Linked DNA regions of Triticum aestivum: region 1 is linked to region 2. A link is a contact called in public Hi-C data. All regions are on one chromosome and are shown on one strand. Each heading gives the region's core, a stretch centred on a gene start, on an enhancer-like site or on the middle of the called end of the contact. The rest is flanking DNA. Distances are from core to core; before and after follow the strand shown. Region 1 has its middle 210 kb from the start of LOC123144673. Region 2 holds the start of LOC123144670 (2-oxoglutarate-dependent dioxygenase DAO).

Region 1 (3,095 bases), core at 461-2,960, 220 kb after region 2:
TGGAATTACTCATGCACGGCGGTGAGCATCATGAAATTGGTGGTTGAGGAAGGTTGATGATGACGATGGTGACGGATTCCCCTCTCCGGAGCCCCGAACGGACTCTAGATCAGCCCTCCCGAGAGAGATTAGGGCTTGGCGGCGGCTCCGTATCGTAAAACGCGATGAATCCTTCTCTCTGATTTTTTCCGCCCCGAACATGAATATATAGAGTTGGAGTTGAGGTCGGTGGAGCTCCAGGGGGCCCACGAGGCAGGGGGCGCGCCCAGGGGGTAGGCGCGCCTCCCACCCTCGTGGACAGGGTGTGGGCCCTCTGGTCTTGATTCTTTCGCCAGTATTTTTAATTAATTCCAAAAATATTCTCCATGAAGTTTCAGGTCATTCCGAGAACTTTTATTTCTGCACAAAAATAACACCATGGCAATTCTGCTGAAAACAGCGTCAGTCCGGGTTAGTTCCATTCAAATCATGCAAGTTAGAGTCCAAAACAAGGGCAAAAGTGTTTGGAAAAGTAGATACGATGGCGACGTATCAGTGTTCGTCGTTATGTACATGTTCGCGAGTGAGACCAATAGGCTGTCCCAAGCGATCAGAATACCACCGCGTGTGCCCACCGTAGGAACATAGTAGAAATGTTCGAATTTATTACCCAGGCAATGCCTAACCACTTCGATCGAGATCGACTCCATTTTGGTTTCCTGGAGGCATACAATGCTCACATTTGCAGCCAAAACTACTTGGTAAACAGCATTCCTCCTAGCCGGTGAATTCAGTCCTCAAACGTTCCACACCAAAATTTTGGGCGGGTTGGAAGTCATGGAAATGCCCACCAAATCCACGTACCACACCTGGTAGTACTACTGGCCCTCGACCCTTCCTTCCTCCTCACTCTGCAAGGGTAGCACCGAAGCATCCCACCCAAATAATGCCAGAATCGCCCTCACGTGGCAGTCGAGCAGTGGCTTATCGGACAACTTGACATAGGCTTGCAGCGCATCATCGTCAATCTGGTTCCCTTCATTGGCCAGGCAAAGCTTCCTGATCAGCACCGTCTGCTGCTTTGAGGCCTTAGAGCCCCTCCCGCCCTTTGCCAGCCTCACACTCCGGCGCGGAGAGGACACCAATGGTCGCTTCTGCCGCGGCCTCCTCTGCTGCTTCGGTAGGTCCCTAGATGTAGGCTGGGCCAGCAAAGGTGAGAGCGCTCGACGCAGCTCCGAGCAGAGCTGCACCACTTGCTCCTGCGGTGATGGACCTGGGGGAGAGGCCACTTGCGTATGCACCTACTGTAGCGGTGTCCCCAACTGCCCCTGGGAGTGCGCTTGTGGTGGCCCTGAATCCGCTCCTTCATCTGCCTGTGATAAACTTACCAAAAACCAGTCCCCATTCAACGTGCATGGGTGCGTCCCATCCGCATGCAGGGTGGGACCCGGTGGTGTCCGTCACGCAGGTTGCCCAACATGCAACTGTCCAGCCCAGTCTCCTCCACCTCGGGCGTGGTGTGATCCGCACACCAACCGGAACCATGGGTGTCGCGTGATTCGCCCTGGTCCACTTGCACGTCCCACCCACCAATCCTGACCGAGTGCACGGGCTCCGGTCCCACCATCGCAGGTTCCACCAACTCGGCCCTGCCAGTCCCATCATCTGTCTGGTCCGGCCTCGGTCTACCCCTCAATTGGTTCGCCAATCTTGGCGATCCAGATATGCGGATCTGCGGGGCCCTCCTCTGCACCGGCTGATCTTCCTGTGCCCCCACTCTGCTTTCCAACGGGGAGACAACCCTGCTGGCTTCTACGGCCACGACACGTTGCGCCGTGCCCCGGCCCACCACACTTTCCGTACCCCAGCCACCAAAAGGAACAGGGTCACTCCTGCGTCCGGATAGCGGCGTGACATCATCAGCCAGCTCGTGCTGACCAGCCTGGGTTTGAACGGCCTGCTGACCAACCTGGGTTTGAACTGCCCGATTCCTGCCGGGCGATGGAGCCGACGCCGACGAGGAGTCCAACCGGCGAGGCGGCGAAGGCGGCGGCGGCGGTGGCCCACCCCAGCCTCCAGAGCGCGAGCCACCGCAGTCGTGTCCACCAGACGGCGAGGAAAGGGGGCAGGGGTGGTGGCTGTGGCGTCCCGGCCTGCCGCCCAAGGCGAACCGGCGCAGCCGCCAGCCGAGTGCCGATCGGGTACCACAGGGCATCAGATCATCCATCCACCTGCACAGCATCTTGACTTCTCCTGTTCGGCCTCCTCCACGGTGAAGATCCGCCTAGAGGGGATGCAAGTTGGGTCGTCCGTGCGCAACCAAACCAAGAACCCAGCCATGTCGCTACGCTCCGCGGTAGACGCACCGAACTTGACCACAATCCCCAGGCCATGCAGAAGAACCTCCGCCGTGCGCCGCGTCCACGCGTTTGCTGGAATGCCACGCAGCACCAGCGGCACCAGGAACGGCATGGTGATGGCCGTGGTGTGCGAGTGGCGAGACCAAGGCGCGAGCATGAGATCAAACTGGTGCGTGTCGGCCCGTCCGCGCCTGAGCAACCTGCTCCTGATCTCCGACGAACGGCAAAGCACAAGGAAATATCCTCTTATGGACATGTCCAGCAGGGCCAGCTCAAACTCCCGCACAAGGATTCCGGCCACCGAGGCCAAGCCCGCCGCGTCCCGAGCACCAACGACGGTCACCACCACAGCCCGAGAGAGCTCATCTTCGAGCGCCCGAAGATCGGGGCCCGACTCCAGGAAGCACACATCCACCTGATCGGCCACCAAGGGGGGCGCCACCTCCCTCGAATCCACCGGCTCGAACGGGACCGAGAACCCAGGCCCGGCCACCGCCACGCTGCCCACCGACCCGGCGCTGACCACATGGCTCCACGGAACACCGACCCGCACCGCGCCCGCCGGCGGCGCCCGGGAGGGGGAGGCGGTAGCGGCGGGGACAGGGTGCCCGCGGCCCCCGACGACGGCGCCGCGCGGCCATGGCGGGCCGGCGGAAGCTGCGAAGGGTCCACCGGCTACGAACTACGGGGGCGGGGGCGCGGGCGCGTGCAGTCCCGAGAGATGTGGCCCTCCCCGTCGCAGCGCACACACACCGG
Region 2 (2,996 bases), core at 90-2,589:
TGGACTGCCGGAGCCGGCGGTAGTCGTCGTAGCCGAAAGTTCTGAAGAGGCGGTGGCTGCCGGCGCCGACAAAGGCGTCCGGCGCGCGGACCACGTCGTCCTTGGGCGCTAGCAAGAAGAGCGCGATGGAGACGCGCGGCACCGCCGCCACGCACTGCACGCGGTGCCTCACGTTGTGCAGCGCCCCGTTGCTCCACGCCTACACTAGATGCGCACACAGATACAGAGAGTCGAAGTCAAACGTGGGAGACGTAGGGAGGCCAGAAGATGGAGGCATCCTACTGTACTGTACCGTGGCGACGTCGCCGAGGTTGACGAGGAAGGTGCCCGGGACCGGGTCCACGGGCGCGAACTCGCCGGTGTCCAGGTCCGCCACCTCGAGGCCGCCGACGCGGTCGTCCTCCTGGAGAACGGTGAGGAAGCCGGAGTCCGTGTGGACCTGCACGCCGGTCTCCCCCACGGTGTCCGGCGTGTAGTTGTACCTGTTGATGCGGAACTGGCACGGCCAGTCCTGGAACATGCGGTCGGCCTCGGGCTCCTCCAGGCCGAGGCCCGCGGCCAGCTTCGCCGCCACGTCCACGATTAGCCCGTGCGTCTTCTCCGCATACCTTCTAATGGTCTCCCTGCACAAGAAGAACCTCCGAGCGTCACCACCTCGGGCTCGGGGCGGACGGCACAGGAAAGAAACGGCAAGAAAGGCACCTGAATAGGTACGTGACGTACCTGATGTGCGGTGGCGCGTGGAGGGAGGCGCAGAAGGCGTCGACGTCGGCGGGGGACGCGGCGTCGTAGAGGCCGAACGCCTCGTAGAGCGGGTTCGTGGCGCTCGGCGCGACGTAGCCGCTGCCGGAGATGACGTCGGCGTTGCGGCGCTTGGCGTCGTCGGGGAGGTCGAAGAGGGCGCGCACGGCGGCCTTCATGTCGTCCTGGAGCACGCGCGGCACGCCGTGGCCTGCCACCCGGAAGCAGCCCAGGCGCTGGGCCGCGTCCCGTAGCCGCGCGGCCTCCTCCGGCGCCGCGGCGGCGAGCTGCAGGTCGATCACCGGGATCCCCGCCATCCTCTCCTTGCTGCTGTGCTGCCTGATGTCGTGGTGGTTTTATGCACGAGATTTGTTTTTGTACGGGATGGCGGGGAGTGGGACCGCCTAGTGACTTCCAGCTGGGACTTGTCGGGGGCAACTCTGAGATGAACTTGGACACGCAATTTCGAGATGACCTGAAATCTTCACCGCCACGACTCTAGCTAGAGGAATCACATCATATCATGAATGTGCAATGTCTCTTTGTCTTCGCAACGTACAAAAACCAACTGACAACATAGCGGAGACACCACGGAACTTGCAAACAGACCAACACAAGATACATTGCACAGGCAAAAAAGGCTTGGGACACACAACTTCTTTCCATGGGAACGGGGAAGACGGCAGCAGCCTATCCATCAAATCGTCACCAGAATCAACCATGACAAGACGGTAATGCTACTCGGCTGATGTTCATTCGAGAATGACAAATCATATGTTTTTTATGACAATTTATATTGTCGTCAGGATGTCAATTTTAGTTTGTAAGCACGGTAAATCCTGACAAAAAATGAACTTGGGTGGATTTGTCATGCTTGCCAACTAAACTTGTCATCCTCAGCCAACACAAACTGCCATGCAAATCGTTCGTAGTTGTCATCCTTCCTAGCTGACCGTTCGCTGGTTAAGAGGGTCCTAACAAAAACGCATAGAAAACAAACAGATAAACCCGTATATCCGTTCATTGTCAACCAAAGGGATTTCCATGACATGATTTCTCCACCATGCTATACGGAGACTCATCACAGCTTCGTTACATTTGTCCAGTATGTGCTCACAGCGTGCTATATTCACAATCAAGTGTTCGTGTTGATCCTTGTCCAATCAACATCCCTGCTCACCTGGTCAGTGTCCAATTCAGTTTTTCCAACTCTAGTCAGATCGAAACGTCTCTGCTCTTGTCCTCTGTCATGTGTGGCTATGCCATCTTGCACTTCCTAGTGAACAGTTTAGTAGCTGAGCAGCAGGCGATTACGAGAAGCGCCACAGCAATGACAAAAACTGCAGGTAGCATATGAAGTCCATCAAGACATACAACTAGATAAGTGCTGCAATGTGAGGAAAGAGACAAATCATGGTTTGAAATGTTGAGATCGATATTAGTAGCATACCGGCAATGGTGCCAAAGAACAGCAGCGCAAGGCGGTACCGTACCAGCCATGGAAGCTCTGTTTCGAGACTACAATGTGCTTCAAAAGAATGCCCTTCTTTTTTGTTTGCATGTGCATTTGATGGCTTCAGCTCAGATATAGGGAACTCCACACCATCAACAGAATTGCCATGTAAATCTCTTAGTTCAATTTTAACCCGTGGAGGTACTGCATTCCAATCTATTTCGATGGCTCCAAAATTTGGCTGACCTGATACATACAACAACAGAAGGACCAACTGATGAACGAGTACAAGAACAACTCAAACCACAGCAGAAAATAAATTAAATACGGGCTAAAAATTCGTAGTGATTCACAGTTTCAAGGTAATAGCATTAAACTGCAGCTTTTAGAAGAGAAAACGTGTGAAGCTACAAGTACTAAATATGCAGATGGGGTAAACAAAGGAACAGATTACAACTACACCAGCAACCGAAAAGAACCTTCGTATTGTAATATGATAGAAGCAAGGCAATTCGGTAAGCCAAAACTTCAAACACGTTCTAAGGTAATTGTTTCTTAGGGGGATATATGCTGTCATGACATTCTAATGAAATGAAAGCTTACCATATGAGCATGATTTGTGACGGCAGTTAGGGCTGAAGACTCGCATGGGGGTTGGTGTCAGCCAAGCCAGAAGTCTCATAACAGATTGGAATACTGCTGGTACAGAATTCTCGACAGACTGGGTAAGACCACTTGAGGTAATATCATACAATGGATATTGAGCACCACAGTCAAAACGAGCAATTTCTCCAAAATGAAC

The links. Hi-C and Micro-C count contacts between places; a contact is called where the count stands out from the background.
Region 1: a Hi-C map of leaf shows a contact between it and region 2, with 5 times the contacts expected there. The contact joins the enhancer-like site here to the promoter of LOC123144670 in region 2. A contact is called at or near these places in 1 of 5 Hi-C or Micro-C datasets (leaf) and 1 of 1 datasets of contacts at active chromatin or transcription factors (leaf).

What each region holds. Positions count from the first base shown.
Region 1 is chr6D:285,030,416-285,033,510 of IWGSC CS RefSeq v2.1, forward strand. It overlaps the pseudogene LOC123144671. Among protein-coding and RNA genes, the nearest start is that of LOC123144673, 210 kb to the right of the region's middle. Within about 2 kb of position 1,711, at least 8 of the 8 cell types and tissues checked have an H3K27ac peak or open chromatin away from gene starts, as enhancers often do. A contact at or near this core is called in leaf, where this site is marked.
Region 2 is chr6D:284,814,331-284,817,326 of IWGSC CS RefSeq v2.1, forward strand. LOC123144670 (2-oxoglutarate-dependent dioxygenase DAO) reads right to left here and starts at 1,340. Exons shown (of 3, transcript XM_044563876.1): 1 at 724-1,340; 2 at 293-623. The coding sequence starts at 1,058. LOC123144669 (alkaline phosphatase D) reads right to left here. Exons shown (of 9, transcript XM_044563874.1): 7 at 2,798-2,996; 8 at 2,192-2,440; 9 at 1,730-2,081. The coding sequence ends at 1,999.